2 separate regions of the Macaca mulatta genome follow, and region 2 is linked to region 1. Evidence: chromatin contacts called from public Hi-C data. All regions are on one chromosome and are shown on one strand. The core of a region is the stretch at or near the end of the contact, and the rest is flanking DNA. Distances in the headings are between cores, read along the strand shown. Region 1 holds the start of KIF21A (kinesin family member 21A). Region 2 holds the start of REDIC1 (regulator of DNA class I crossover intermediates 1).

Region 1 (6,845 bases), core at 1,818-4,317:
GTAAACTCCTTGTAAGTGCTGACATTGTCTTATTCTTCTCTAAATCACTGTTGTCCCTCACTTTGTTTGCATATAATCACTTAAAATATTTATTGAGTCAATGATTGGAATAGGACTTAAACCACTCTTGCAGTAAAAGCTCTGCCCTTGGAACTTTTTTAAAATTAAGATTATTTAGAGGAGTCAAAAGGAAAGGTGTTATAGTAGCTATACATGAATTTGAACTAAATACAAAATAGTATGTTAATTTTACAACTTTAGAGATTTGGGGAAAAATTACTGACAAGGTCATTAATGAGAATTTGAAATTCTACACTGCCTCTTCCTGAAACCGTGTGCAATATGAACCCAAAGCCACAGCTATTATTGGTGCTAATATTTTGTCCAGAAGTTCCAACCTGGTGTCTTGGGACTATAGTTGGCCTGAGACATATTTTGACTGGTTTGCAGCATACGTAAATATTGTGCTGAATTAGTTGTTGGTGTTTAAAACTAAGGAGTTTTTGCATAAAGATCTGTTTTTCTCTTTTTCTTGAGAAGCAACAGACATACAAGAAACAAAAATCTTGGCTGCATTGGATTTGCATTTCATCAAGGCAATATTCAGCCAGACTTGAGGATGGCCACCGCCTTTGGAAGGGGCCTGTGATAGTCCTCACCTTTATTATAGTAGTCACCTTGCTCCGCTCTTCTGAGCTATCTGCCTGGCTCCTGTAGGCATTTGTGTTTGTGACTCCCCTTACTGAGACATATATGTACACTATTGTTATTTTAAATGAGAACTTTTTTTTGGCCAGGTGAGGCAGCTCATGCCTGTAATCTCAGCACTTTGGGAGGCTGAGGTGGGCGGATCACTTGAGGTCAGGTGTTTGAGACCAGCCTGGTAAACATGGTGAAATCACATCTCTACTAAAAATACAAAAATTACCTGGATGTGTTGGCACACTCCTGAAATCCCAGCTACTCTGGAGGCTGAGGCATGAGAATCACTTGAACCCCAGAGAAAGTTGTTGCAGTGAGCTGAGATCACACCATTGCATTCCAGCCTGGGCGACAGAGCGAGACTCTGTCTCAAAAAATAAAATAGGTTGGGCGCGGTGGCTCATGCCTGTAATCCCAGCACTTTAGGAGACCAAGGCGGGTGGATCACAAGGTCAGGAGTTCGAGACCAGCCTGGCCAATATGATGAAACCCTGTCTCTACTAAAAATACAAAAATTAGTTGGGCATGGTGGTGCATGCCTGTAGTCCCATCTACTCAGGAGCTGAGGCAGAAGAATTGCTTGAACCCGGGAGGCAGAGGTTGCAGTGAGCCGAGATCACACCATTGCACTCCAGCCTGGCGACAGAGCAAGACTTTGTCTCAAAATAAAATAAAATAAAAAGAACTTTTTTTTTTTTTTTTTTTTTTTTTTTTTAAAGAGGGTCTTGAATTATACAAATTTCTCTTTAGTTTTCTTGCTAAATGTGCTGGGCCATTCTTGCTTTCCTTGCAGCTTTCATCAACAAAAGCAGCAAGGTGGCCAGTCCAGATCCACCCAGATATGGGCTTGCCAGGTCAGGGTGAAATGCAGCTCCGATTTGTTAATGGATAAATTTTGAGGCTGAAGGCCCTCCAAAGAGTAACCAGAGGAGAGCTTTCCTACCAATTTGATCTATAGAAGGATACTCAGCATCTCTACCCTCTTTACCTCCCAGTTACATGTCTGTTAAGATTTAGGGGTAGTGAGATTAAGGGACAGAATAAATTTAAAACTATCATTATATACCCCATCTGCCTTCCCATGCGTTTAAATCATCAAACACTTCTTGTTTTTCCCAAAGTGTTGCAGCCTTCTCTGAGCCACGCTGCTGTATCACTGCTGAACAAGATGATTAGGTGTGTGATTGTAGATTGTAGGCATTTGAGGTAGTGCCTTTATTTGGATAGTGCCATTTAATCTATGATACTATTTTGTATGAAGCCACATGTTTGTTTATAGAGATGTATGGAGCAGTCCACAAAAGATACTCTGTGGCAAAGCTAATAAAGGCTGTTTCCACAGAGCTATCTGAAGGCATGTAGAAGCACAATAGTGACAAACAGAAACCACAATGGGTCAATGTTGAGAGAATCCTGGGATTGGGAGGTGCTTTTTAAAGGCCAGAAGGGAAAGAAAATCAGTTTGGAAGGATTTACTACACAGCAGGTCTTGGTGGATATATTCAGTTCTGGGAACACTTGGCAGTACCAGGGTGCAGTTCATTTACCAGTGTACAAATGATTGAACAGAAACGCATTCAGGAATCTCGAGTAAATCATTTCCGTATCTCACCCGAGCTGGTAAACTGGCGATGGACTGTACAACAGCCCAGCTGTCCAGAGACAGGGGACAAACCCGGGAGTCCGTTTAGCATGAATGATCGACTCCAGGGAGGGAGGAGGGAGAGCGTTCAGCTGGGGGCTAGGGAAGGGGGTCAAAGTCCAAGCTGCAGACAGGACAATAAGGCTATACGTGGGACACAAAGCCGAACCGGAGCAGCAGCTGGCTGGCTCCCGGCGCGCCGCTGAATCAAGCTTCGATTTTAGAAGGGACCTGGCAGCAGCGCCTGCACAGGCTGCTTCCTTCTCCTAGAAGAGCCTGGAAGGGCGCACAGGCTGGTCGCCCTCGGGCGAGGGCAGCCGGCCGCAGGCATCCTTCCCCCTCTCCTCCCTGCCCAGTAGCGCCAGGCAGTGACCCGCCGAGGGCAGGGCGGGGCGCAGGCTGGGGGAGGGCTAGGTAGGGCCCAGCCGCGCGGCCGCGGCTGACGCAGTGCGGGGCGAGGAGCCGGGAGAGCCCCGGCGGGCGTGGAGTCCCCAGTCCGGCCGCTGGGAGGCCGCGTCCCCACCGGAGGGGGCAGGGCGCACTCACCCGGCCGCCCCGAGGCCGCCGGCGGCCTGTTGGCTTCTCCACCGGCGCGGTCACCGTTCAAGCGCGCTCCGTCCCCGCCCCAGATCCTGGGGGGTGAGCGGGGGAGAAGGGGCGGGCACCCGCGAGCAGTGAATCACCTCCTCCTCTTGCTGCCTCACCGCCGCCGCCACCTTTCCATTCAGTCGCCCAACATGGCTGGAGCGCGGCGGAGGTGAGCCGGCCGCCCGCAGACGCCCCAGCCTACTGTGCCCGAGTCCCGCGGCCCCGGCGGCGCCTCAGCTCTGAGGTGCGGAGGCCCAACGGCCCTGTCGCCGCCCGCCGCCAGCATGTTGGGCGCCCCGGATGAGAGCTCCGTGCGGGTGGCTGTCAGGTGAGGACGGGCTGCCGGCGGCGGGCGGCGGGCGGCGGGTTGAGGGCGCGGCAAGGACCTGGCTGTGGCCCGGGGGCACCGGCTGCCGGGGTGGAGCGACCTGAGGGGCGTCCCGGCCGGGGTCTGCGGCTGAGGAAACTGAGGCAGTGGGTCCCCGCCGGCCTGGCACGCGCGGCCGGGTGCTGGCAGGGAGACTGCGCCGCCCTCACGCCGTCTGTGTTTGCAGGTGGCTGGCGGCTGCTCGGCCCCGGGTTCCTGGGGGGCGTCTTGACTTCTCCGGGGGAAAAGCCCTCGTCACTCCCCTCCGTCCCCTCGCCGGATCAGTCGCCGCAGGTCTGGCCGCCTTGGACTATCGCCTGTCCGGGAGGAGCTGCCTCTGCGCGGGGCTGTGGTGTTCTTTTTTATTAGTTCTAGAATGTCTGTCATACGTGTCCATGCAGCTCCGGCCTTCCCAGGCAGGAGACAAAGCATCTGACTGTCAGCGCCGGCGACCACAGGGCCCGCCGCGCGCCCACTCGGGTTCTGATGTCTGTGCAAATGGGACATCTTTTTCAGCATCACGGGAATCTAGATATGCCCTCGCGTGTGGGTAGAAGAGACAGATCTGGCCTCTTGGGTGTTTGAATGGAAGTGGAATTTAAGGTAAAATCCACCGGGGAGAGGTCTACAGAAGGAAGAAAACTCTTTAGCCAGAGAAGGGTGAAAGGGGTGACTGTGTGAAACATACTGACGTTAGGCAGGGTGGATGCAATGTAATCGTAACGTTATACAGGCCAGGGTGTGAGTGGAAATACTAGGTACATCAAAATTATATTTCTGCCAATGACAGGCACGAGTATTCGATGTAATTTAGGCTGGTTTGATACTTATCAAGAAGGAAAGCTCTGATAGTTGCTCATGGAAAATTGCAACATCATCACACTGTGTGAAAAATTAATGAAGCATTCATTCTAGAGTAAGTGCGTGACTTTCACAGCTCTGAGAGTCTACTGTTAATTCGCTTCCTTTATTTATGCTTTAAGGATTATAAAAATAATCTACACTCCAAGAAATTAGAAATTATTAACAATCTCCCAGTCTTGTAGTCTTTCCAGAAAATTATTTTAAAAATTCTCCCCTCTAAGCATTTCTATAGTTACTATTTTAGTGACACATCTTGGGTTGGGAATAGTAATGGCTGTTTTGTATACTTTGTATCTTTAATTAAAGAATAAAATGAGTTTTTAAGTTTTTTTTTTTTTTTCCCCACCCAGGGAGGTGACAGGTTTATGACTGGTTAGAATCACCTGTTAGAAGGCTTTTGAAGTTTTAATTAGGCCTTGGTTATTCTAGGGTTACTTATCCAATTGTTAGATTAGTCTGTTTCTCCTATTCACTGCTACTACCTCTCTTTTAGCCCTTTAATACCAGTTAATGACTGCACCGGGGTGGAGAAAGGGGAAGGAAAAAGACAAAAAACCCAATAAGGGGCAATTTTGTTAGGAGAGCTGATCGAGGAAGGTGAAGAAGGTGCATACAGTATTAGTGAAAACAATTTGTTTTTAGAAATTTGAGATTTTTATGTGTGAATTCTCTGGACTATCACAAGGCAGTTTGTTGACCATTCTGTTAAATCCGATGCTTCTTTGCCTGTAGAGACATGGATGACCCTAAACTGATGTTGACTGATAAATAACTTGTATTTTGTTTTGATGTGCATGTTAGGACTTTTTAGGTGAATGACTGTCGGTTTGATTTTTGGAGAAAGGCTTTATAAAAACTTCAACATAACTTAGTAAGCCACATTGCAAAGATTCCATTTGTTGAATTCAGGACTCCTTCTCCCTTCCCTTCCCTTCCCCTCCTTTCCCTTCCCTTCCCTTCCCTTCCCTTCCCTTCCCTTCCCTTCCCTTCCCTTCCCTTCCCTTCCCTTCCCTTCCCTCCCCTCCCCTCCCCTCCCCTCCCCTCCCCTCCCCTCCCCTCCCCTCCCCTCCCCTTCCCTTTTCCCTTCCCTTTTCCCTTCCTTTCCTTTCCCCTTTCCTTTCCTTTCCTCTTTCTTTTTTTGAGACAGGGTTTTGCTGTATCATGCAGGCTAGAGTGTCGTGGTGCCATCATAACTCACTGCAACCTCAACCTCTTGGGCTCAAGCAATCCTCTCATCTCAGCCTACTGAGTAGCTGGGATTACAGGCATGTGCCACCTTGCTTGTCTAATTTTTATACATTTTTGTAGATATGGAGCCTCCCTATGTTGCCCAGGATGGTCTTGAACTCCTGGGCTCAAGCCGTCCCTCCCAAATTGCTGGGATTACAGGCATTAGCCACTGCACCTGGCTAAATCGGGGATTTCTTTCATTAAATACATTGTTCTCTGAACAGAGCTACCCTGTAAACTTACTTTATATAGGATAAAAATAGCTTATGCTCATATAGCACTTTAGTATTTATAAAGTATTTGGACTTATATTGTTCATTTATAACCATTATTTATTGAAGATATATCCTCATCTCTGTTATCCTGATTTCTGGGCTAAAAGTACTGATAATAGTTTGACTTAAACTGTGTGCCAGGATTAGTGCTGTGTTAAGATGTTTTATCTCATGTAAAGTCTTATTTATTCCTCATAACAGTCTGTGACTTAGGTCCTGTTATTATTATGGCCATTTGCAGATGACGCACAGAAAGATTAAGTAAACCATCCAAAGTTAAATCGGTAGCAAATGAGAGAGCCAGGGTTCCAACCCAGATAGCTTGACTCAATAGACCAAGTTCTTAACCACTAACCCTGCAGAGGTGAGAGGCAAGAACATGGCTTTGCAAAGTTTCGCTTAGGTTTGGGTCAGTTGCCTGTTCTTGATTTGGTGTTAGTTCGGTTACTGAATGACTTTCACAGGTTATTCATATTTTGATATTGCCAGGAAAGATACAGCTAAGACAGGACCTGAACTTAACTAAAATATTTCCTCAAATTATTTAATCTTTCCAGCATCCTGTTACCCTACCCTTCAGTTTGTGACAGCTTTCCTCAGCAGAATAAATAAATCAATACAAAATTGTATGTCTATATACAAAATCAACAAAAACATTTGACCTGCTTTTTTCCTTTAAGGAGTAATACAATCGTGGAAATGCATCCTAGAGGTGCTTATGTTTTATTAGAGGCTTATCAGTATGTTAAAGCTGATGACTCTATTGTAGGTTTCTCAAGATAAGTGAATGGGTTATATACAGCTTTGGGAGAAAGATGTTAAACAGAAAGTTTCTCATTTAGGGAGAGCAATTTTTACTCAGTTTCCAAAAATACCTTTTGGCAGTATATTTGAGATGTTCTGTGGGGTTTCTTTCATTGAGATAGATATGAATTTGGATAATAGCCCTTGCTATCCAACCCCATGTGGCTATTAAGTGCTTGAATTATGATTAATGCTACTGAGAAACTAAATTTTTAATTTTATTTAATTTAAATTAGTTAAAATTTAAATTTAAAAATTGGTCCTTCATCCAGTTATTAGAAACTTTTGAGTATGTTTCGAACAACTTGGATCTACTTTTTCAACAGTAAAGTTTTGAAATAGAAATAGTGATACAAGTATTTCTGATGAAAAT
Region 2 (6,845 bases), core at 2,955-5,454, 180 kb before region 1:
AGTGAATTAGGCTAAGGAAAGAGTAACCTATGAGATGCATGTTCAGACAAGATATTTACTGGGTTTTCCTTCACAGAAAAAGACATTTCCTTGTGAACCAGGTATTAGATAGTTATGTGTAATAGCTGAAATGTTGACCTAAAATCTCATTTTCCATGTTGTTTATGCCTCCATGAGTAAGGCTAGCATGACTGATAGCTAATAAGAGAGTCCAACGCTGTTATTTTAGGGCCAGTAGAGCAATTAGGTAATCTCTTGGGTCAGGAAACAGTTCAAGAAAGCAATATGGCACAGATGAAATACTATTAAGCATTTATTGAGAAGGAAATCCATTCAAAATTCTCAAACCTTTAACAATTTATCTTTACCTATTTCTAAAAATTATTTACTTTCTGGATATTCATAATCTGAACATGCAACACATATATATGTTATGTATACATTTATGTATATACATGTATATATAATTCTTTTATTACAAAAATAATTTCTGATGTTTTACAGTTCATAAAACATATATAGTCTCTAATTTGTATTTTCTATATCTATAAACTCCATTTAATCCATCTCTTTCATGGATATCGGTAGTGTACGTGAGAATGTCACACTTGAGAGCACAGTGATTTGAGAATTATTGATTTTTAAAATTATTCTCATTGTTTCTCAAGATCTTTTCTAAGACGATTTCTCCCCTCTTAAGAAAATTTCAGTATTTTCCCATATAAACACACATAAAGTTGAGATGTCTGTGTGGAAAGTAGGCCTATATATGTTTTTTACTACAGTAACAAATGATTTTTTTCTCCTCTTTCTTTCCCAGTTTGGAATTCAAACTAAATTAACATTCTCTTAGCTTTAATTGCACACCGCCAATAGAAAAAAACTGAAAGAAGGCCGGGCGCTGTGGCTCACGCCTGTGATCTCAGCACTTTGGGAGGCCGAGGCAGGTGGATCACCTGAAGTCAGGAGTTCGAGACCAGCCTGGTCAATATGACAAAACCTCATCTCTACTAAAAATACAAAAATTAGCTGGGCATGGTGGTGGGCACCTGTGATCCCAGCTACTCGAGAGACTGAGGCAGGAGAATCACTTGAACCTGGGAGGCAGAGGTTGCAGTGAGCCTAGATTGTGCCATTGCACTCCAGCCTGGCAACAGAGTGAGGCTCCATCCCCCCCAAAAAAAGAAAGAAAGAAAGAAAAGAAAAGAAAAAACTGAAAGAAATATCTTGACATTCTTAGTTTTTTACTTACATGCCATATATTTTTACTTACGTGCCATATAGACTCAATTGTCTATACGGCTTCCTGTCTTCTTGAATCCTTCCTCTTCCTTATCTGAAGGCTTGTGCCTAGTCTCAGACACTACGACCAACTCTTACCCTTGAGATCAGGGTGAGGTGAATGGTGGGAGTGAAATTTAGGTGGTTAGAGTTAGGTCTTCACGTAAGTGGCTCAACATCAAATCAAATCTCACATTGATGTTTTCCACAGTTCAAGTAACTCACTTTCAACCTTCCTTGTACCATGATTCAGGTAACAAAATTTCTGTCTTGATCATTTTCCTGATAAACAATTCTTCATTCTCACAAGTCTCTCACTCCAGATGCTAAAAGCTTGTTTCTGCACTACAACCTCATTATCAGTTGGTAAACTGACCTACCTCCACCTAAGTCCTGTTTGAATCTCTAGTGTCCTTTGCTTCTAAATTTCTCACTGCCGTGCTCCTCCCCAATATGGTTGTATGAATTGCAAACCACTTGCCTCGACTTTCAGCTACTGTCTGACCCATGCGTCCTTCTGTGTACCATGTTCTGCCTAACAACATCCTGCCATCACCCCCAGTTAGGTTTACCCTGGCCTTTAACCTGTCCTGTCGCTGCTAACCCTTTTGTGTTTAGCTGTTAGGAAATGTGACAAAAATGAAAGGCAACCTTACCTTGCATACAACAAAAGCAAGAGCTTAGGAAGAAAAGAGTTTGACAATAACTTCCATGACCACTATGATCTGTACAGACAGGCTTAAAAGGTCTTAATGGGATGATGGAGTGTGCTACTAATATGGCCAGTTATCAAAAACACTTGCATGAGTTTGACACTCATGTGTCAGTCAATCTGCTGAATTGAATGCAAACAAATGAAGAGATATGTGATGACTGTCAGAATTAATATAACTACATAAGAAAGAAGTTTTAAAAACTTAAAAATATGATTACTTATAAAAGTGAGGACAGTTCTTTATTTGTGATAAACTCAGTAATGAAGATCATTTAATGCTGAGATGGATTTTATATTCCAGCACAGAGGTTTGCAAACTTCTCTAAAGGGCCAAATAGTATCTATTTTAGACTTTGTTGCATCCACCACTGTGGCTTGAAAAAAGCCATAGACAGATAATAAATGAATGGGTGTGACTGTTTTCCAATAAAACTTTCTTTATAAACACAAAAATGAGAATTTTATATAAATTTCACAGGACAAAATATTCCTCTTTTGATGTATTTTCAACCACTTTAAAAATGTAAAAATCATTCCTAGCTTAAGGGTCATATAAAATTAAGTGGCAGGCTAGATTTGGCCCACCAGTTGTAATTTGCCAACTTCTGTTCTAGCTTAATGCATATTTTCCTAAGGTTCTAATTGACTGGAAATGTGTATGTATGTTGGGGGCCAGCTGCTGGCAAACAAAACTGGCTATAGCTACTGAGTATGCTCAGTGTCACTTAGAAATCCCCAGAAGTTTCAGAATATACATCACTTCTGTAAGATTTCAGTAGATACCACAAGCAAAGGAGCAAGCAGAAAGGGAGTTTTCCGAGAGTTTTAATGAGATGGGGGCGGGGAGAGTGGACAGCAAAAAAGTGGTTTTTGCATATCCAAAAATATACTCAGCCTTGACTTAAAAAATGCTCTTGGCTGGGCGTGGTGGCCCACGTCTATAATCCAAGCACTTTGGGAGGTTAAGGCAGGTGGATCACTTGAGGCCAGGAGGTTGAGACCAGCCTGGCAAACATGGCAAGACCCATCTCTACTAAAACTACAGAAATTAGCCAGGTATGGTGGCGCACACTTGTAATCCCAGCTACTCGGGCTGCTGAGGCACCAACCTGGGAGGTGGAGGCTGCAGTAAGCCAAGATCGTGCCACTGCACTCCAGCCTGGGTGACAAAGAGAGACTGTCTCAAAAACAAAACAAAACAAAAAAAAGCTTTTTACATTTTTTCAAATATGCAGAATTGTCCTTGACTGTTGAACAGTTTAAATCCTCCATTATGGATGTGAAGAAATTTAAGACTCTTAGTTTTTATCAAATAACCAAATAGAAATAGGAAGTAGCCAGTAGATTATCTCTACAGCTAAACAAAACAAACAAAAAAGACACTTGCAAAAGACAAGGAATTCCTGAAAAATGAAGTAAGGTCCTAGAGAAGTTATTTCCATCATCCAACACCAGCTGAATTCCCAAATGGTTAAACTTTGACTATAAGTGCTACCACCCTCGAAGTAAAAACTACCTAACACATGGGAGTAGTAAAAATGAAACATTGATCTCATTTACTTAATAGTCGCCTCCTTGTAAATAATTATAAGTACATCAGATCTCCAGTTATGGGGCTGGAAGATTTTTATCATAAGGACAAGTAGGATGGAGGGGAAAAAGGGAGAATGTCTAGAGGCATAGCAAATAATTATTTTCCATAACACGGAAGACTTTTATCCTATTTATTTACAAGGGATACCCTCAATTACAACTTGTCTATTAGGTTCTGAGACCTTATGTGAAATCAGACCCCCAAAAAAGCCGGGGGTGGGGGGACGGAAAAACAGATCCAAGTGTTTGTATTTGATATTTGGCATTCTCCAGTGTCCCTCCCACTTATCACTTTCTTTTCTGATCCCTTTCAGATTCTTTCCATGCTTTTTCCATATTCATTTTATGTTGATCCTCTTGTCCCTCCTCCCTCATTTCCGTGGTTCCTTCTCCCTCCTCGTCTCGTTAAAACTCTTGGAAATCTCCCTTTCTGCTTGCTCTTGTTTGCGGTAGCTACTGAAATCTTACCGAAGCGATGTATATTCTGAAACTTCTGCGGGTTTCTAAGTGACACTGAACATGCTCAGTAGCTAGAGACGGTTTTGTTCGCTTGGAAATCTCCCTTTCTGCTTGCTCTTCTGTTTGCCGTAGCTACTGAAATCTTACCGAAGTGATGTATATTCTGAAACTTCTGCGGGTTTCTAAGTGACACTGAGCATGCTCAGTAGCTAGAGCGGTTTTTGTTCGCCAGCAGATGGCCTGATTCGACCTCTCCAAAAATAGACATTTAACTCTCTGAACTCCTGTTTAAGGAAGGATGTAATTCGTTTTGCTCTCTCCTCATTTTCAAGGTTCAAAGGGAAGCTGCTAAGATTCCAAGGTCCCACCGCCCTCACAGCCAATGAGGGGCCTGGGAGGGAGGAGCTTGGTGCAGCTGGAGCTTCTGAGAGAATTATTCCCGGTAGATGCAGCGGAGTCTGAGCTCTGCTGCATCTGTCACAGCAGAACAAAATTAAAAACAAAACAGTGGAAGAGAAACGCTGCAGACTATGGGACGCTGTAGGACTTTCTGAAACATTTGCTGGGGATTTCTGTGAAGCATGATCTTTTAAAACGAATTCTTTTGGAAGCCGGTTTGGGTAACTGGGAAAATGACACATATGCTAAATGCAGCAGCTGATCGAGTGAAATGGACCAGATCGAGTGCTGCTAAGAGGGCTGCCTGCCTGGTGGCTGCGGCATATGCTCTGAAAACCCTCTATCCCATCATTGGCAAGCGTTTAAAGCAATCTGGCCACGGGAAGAAAAAAGAAGCAGCTTACCCTGCTGCAGAGAACACAGAAATACTGCATTGCACCGAGACCGTTTGTAAAATACCTTCGCCTGGAGTGAATGCAGATTTCTTCAAACAGCTACTAGAACTTCGGAAAATTTTGTTTCCAAAACTTGTGACCACTGAAACAGGGTGGCTCTGCCTGCACTCAGTGGCTCTAATCTCAAGAACCTTTCTGTCTATCTATGTGGCTGGTCTGGATGGAAAAATCGTGAAAAGCATTGTGGAAAAGAAGCCTCGGACTTTCATCATCAAATTAATCAAGTGGCTTATGATTGCCATCCCTGCTACCTTCGTCAACAGTGCAATAAGGTACCTGGAATGCAAATTGGCTTTGGCCTTCAGAACTCGCCTAGTAGACCATGCCTATGAAACCTATTTTACAAATCAGACTTATTATAAAGTGATCAATATGGATGGGAGGCTGGCAAACCCTGACCAATCTCTTACAGAGGATATTATGATGTTCTCCCAATCTGTGGCTCACTTGTATTCTAATCTGACCAAACCTATTTTAGATGTAATCCTGACCTCCTATACACTCATTCAAACTGCTACATCCAGAGGAGCAAGCCCAACTGGGCCCACCCTATTAGCAGGACTTGTGGTATATGCCACTGCTAAAGTGTTGAAAGCCTGTTCTCCCAAATTTGGCAAACTGGTGGCAGAGGAAGCTCATAGAAAAGGCTATTTGCGGTATGTGCATTCCAGAATTATAGCCAATGTAGAAGAAATTGCCTTTTACAGAGGACATAAGGTAAGATAGAAATTAAGGTGATGGGTGAAATGTGAGACTGTTCAAGCTGCCACTGCAGTGCCAGATACCATCTGTTGTCCTGTCGATGGACCCACTTCTTTAGTGTCTTAGATTCCTCTGACATCTAAACCTGTATTAAAATACATGCTTCATTACCCCTTTTAACCGTAACCAGTTAAAGAATTATAGGGTGCAAACTTTTCTAAAGTGTCATGAGAATAAAATTTGCAACACTCTGAAAAAGCCTACTTAGCCTCAGTTACTCAAATATGGTCAGAATTATTTCTAACGTGTTTTCTTAAAACTTAAATCCCAACTTGGTAGGTGGCCCTAGAGCACCTACCAGAAGAAAATATATATTTGGAAACTAAGACTAAACATGTTTCCATTGAAATGGAAAATTTAGAATGATATTCTTTGTTGTTCCTTTGTTGTCGAAGGAGGGGGGGAACCAGGATTTCTTACAGAAGACATTTTTAACAATTTTGCATGTCTGATCAATATGGAGCATCCCCATTCCCAAGAAGCATAGGAAAGTGTCTCACAAAATGGCATTTCTACTACTCTTAGTTCATGTTCAGCACTATATTTTGACAAAATGAAAAGAGGAAGTGAAATGAAATTTTGTCCAGCTTTGAAAAAAAAAAAAGCTGAGATTAGAGAAGAAATGAGGAGTACAAAAGGAGTTTCAGAATGTTTTCAATTATTGAAGATTTTCAACATTAAGCAGATCCCTAAAACAATTAGCCCAATTATACATACTCATAGTATATGAAGGTAACTTCAGAATATGAAATAAGACAGAAATTTTAAAGGCAATGCAATCTTAATTTAAATGACTTGGTGAATAAAATAAAGTATTCTACTGTTGAAGACGGCATGTCAATCACCAAGCAGAATTATTTAATTTTTAAAGCATCAGTAATTATCAGTGTCTTTTTTAATAGCAGTAGCAACCTGAAAAAGAATATTTAAAGTAAATTTAGGACTCTTGCTCCCACTTGAAAATTACCTCATATATTGTATTATATCATATTGATTTGTGATTCTTCTTAAACTATTGAATTCAATGATATAAATTATAGTGTGTTTAGACTTCTTGCATAAAAGACAAAATCCAACAAAGTGAGTCAGTTCAAAAGTAGAGTCTATACATATATATGTCATGTGTCCATTTTCAGGTATTTTTGGTGTAATCAACAAGGACAAAGCTCTAACAATTGTTT

The links. A called contact is a pair of places that touch in the nucleus more often than the background predicts.
Region 2: a Hi-C map of fetal cortex germinal zone shows a contact between it and region 1, with 3 times the contacts expected there. The contact joins the promoter of REDIC1 here to the promoter of KIF21A in region 1. A contact is called at or near these places in 2 of 14 Hi-C or Micro-C datasets (fetal cortex germinal zone and fetal cortical plate).

What each region holds. Positions count from the first base shown.
Region 1 is chr11:46,300,378-46,307,222 of T2T-MMU8v2.0, reverse strand. KIF21A (kinesin family member 21A) reads left to right here and starts at 3,067. Exons shown (of 33, transcript XM_077953857.1): 1 at 3,067-3,260. The coding sequence starts at 3,217.
Region 2 is chr11:46,484,619-46,491,463 of T2T-MMU8v2.0, reverse strand. REDIC1 (regulator of DNA class I crossover intermediates 1) reads right to left here and starts at 4,204. Exons shown (of 14, transcript XM_077953861.1): 1 at 4,058-4,204. ABCD2 (ATP binding cassette subfamily D member 2) reads left to right here and starts at 4,493. Exons shown (of 12, transcript XR_013400960.1): 1 at 4,493-5,619.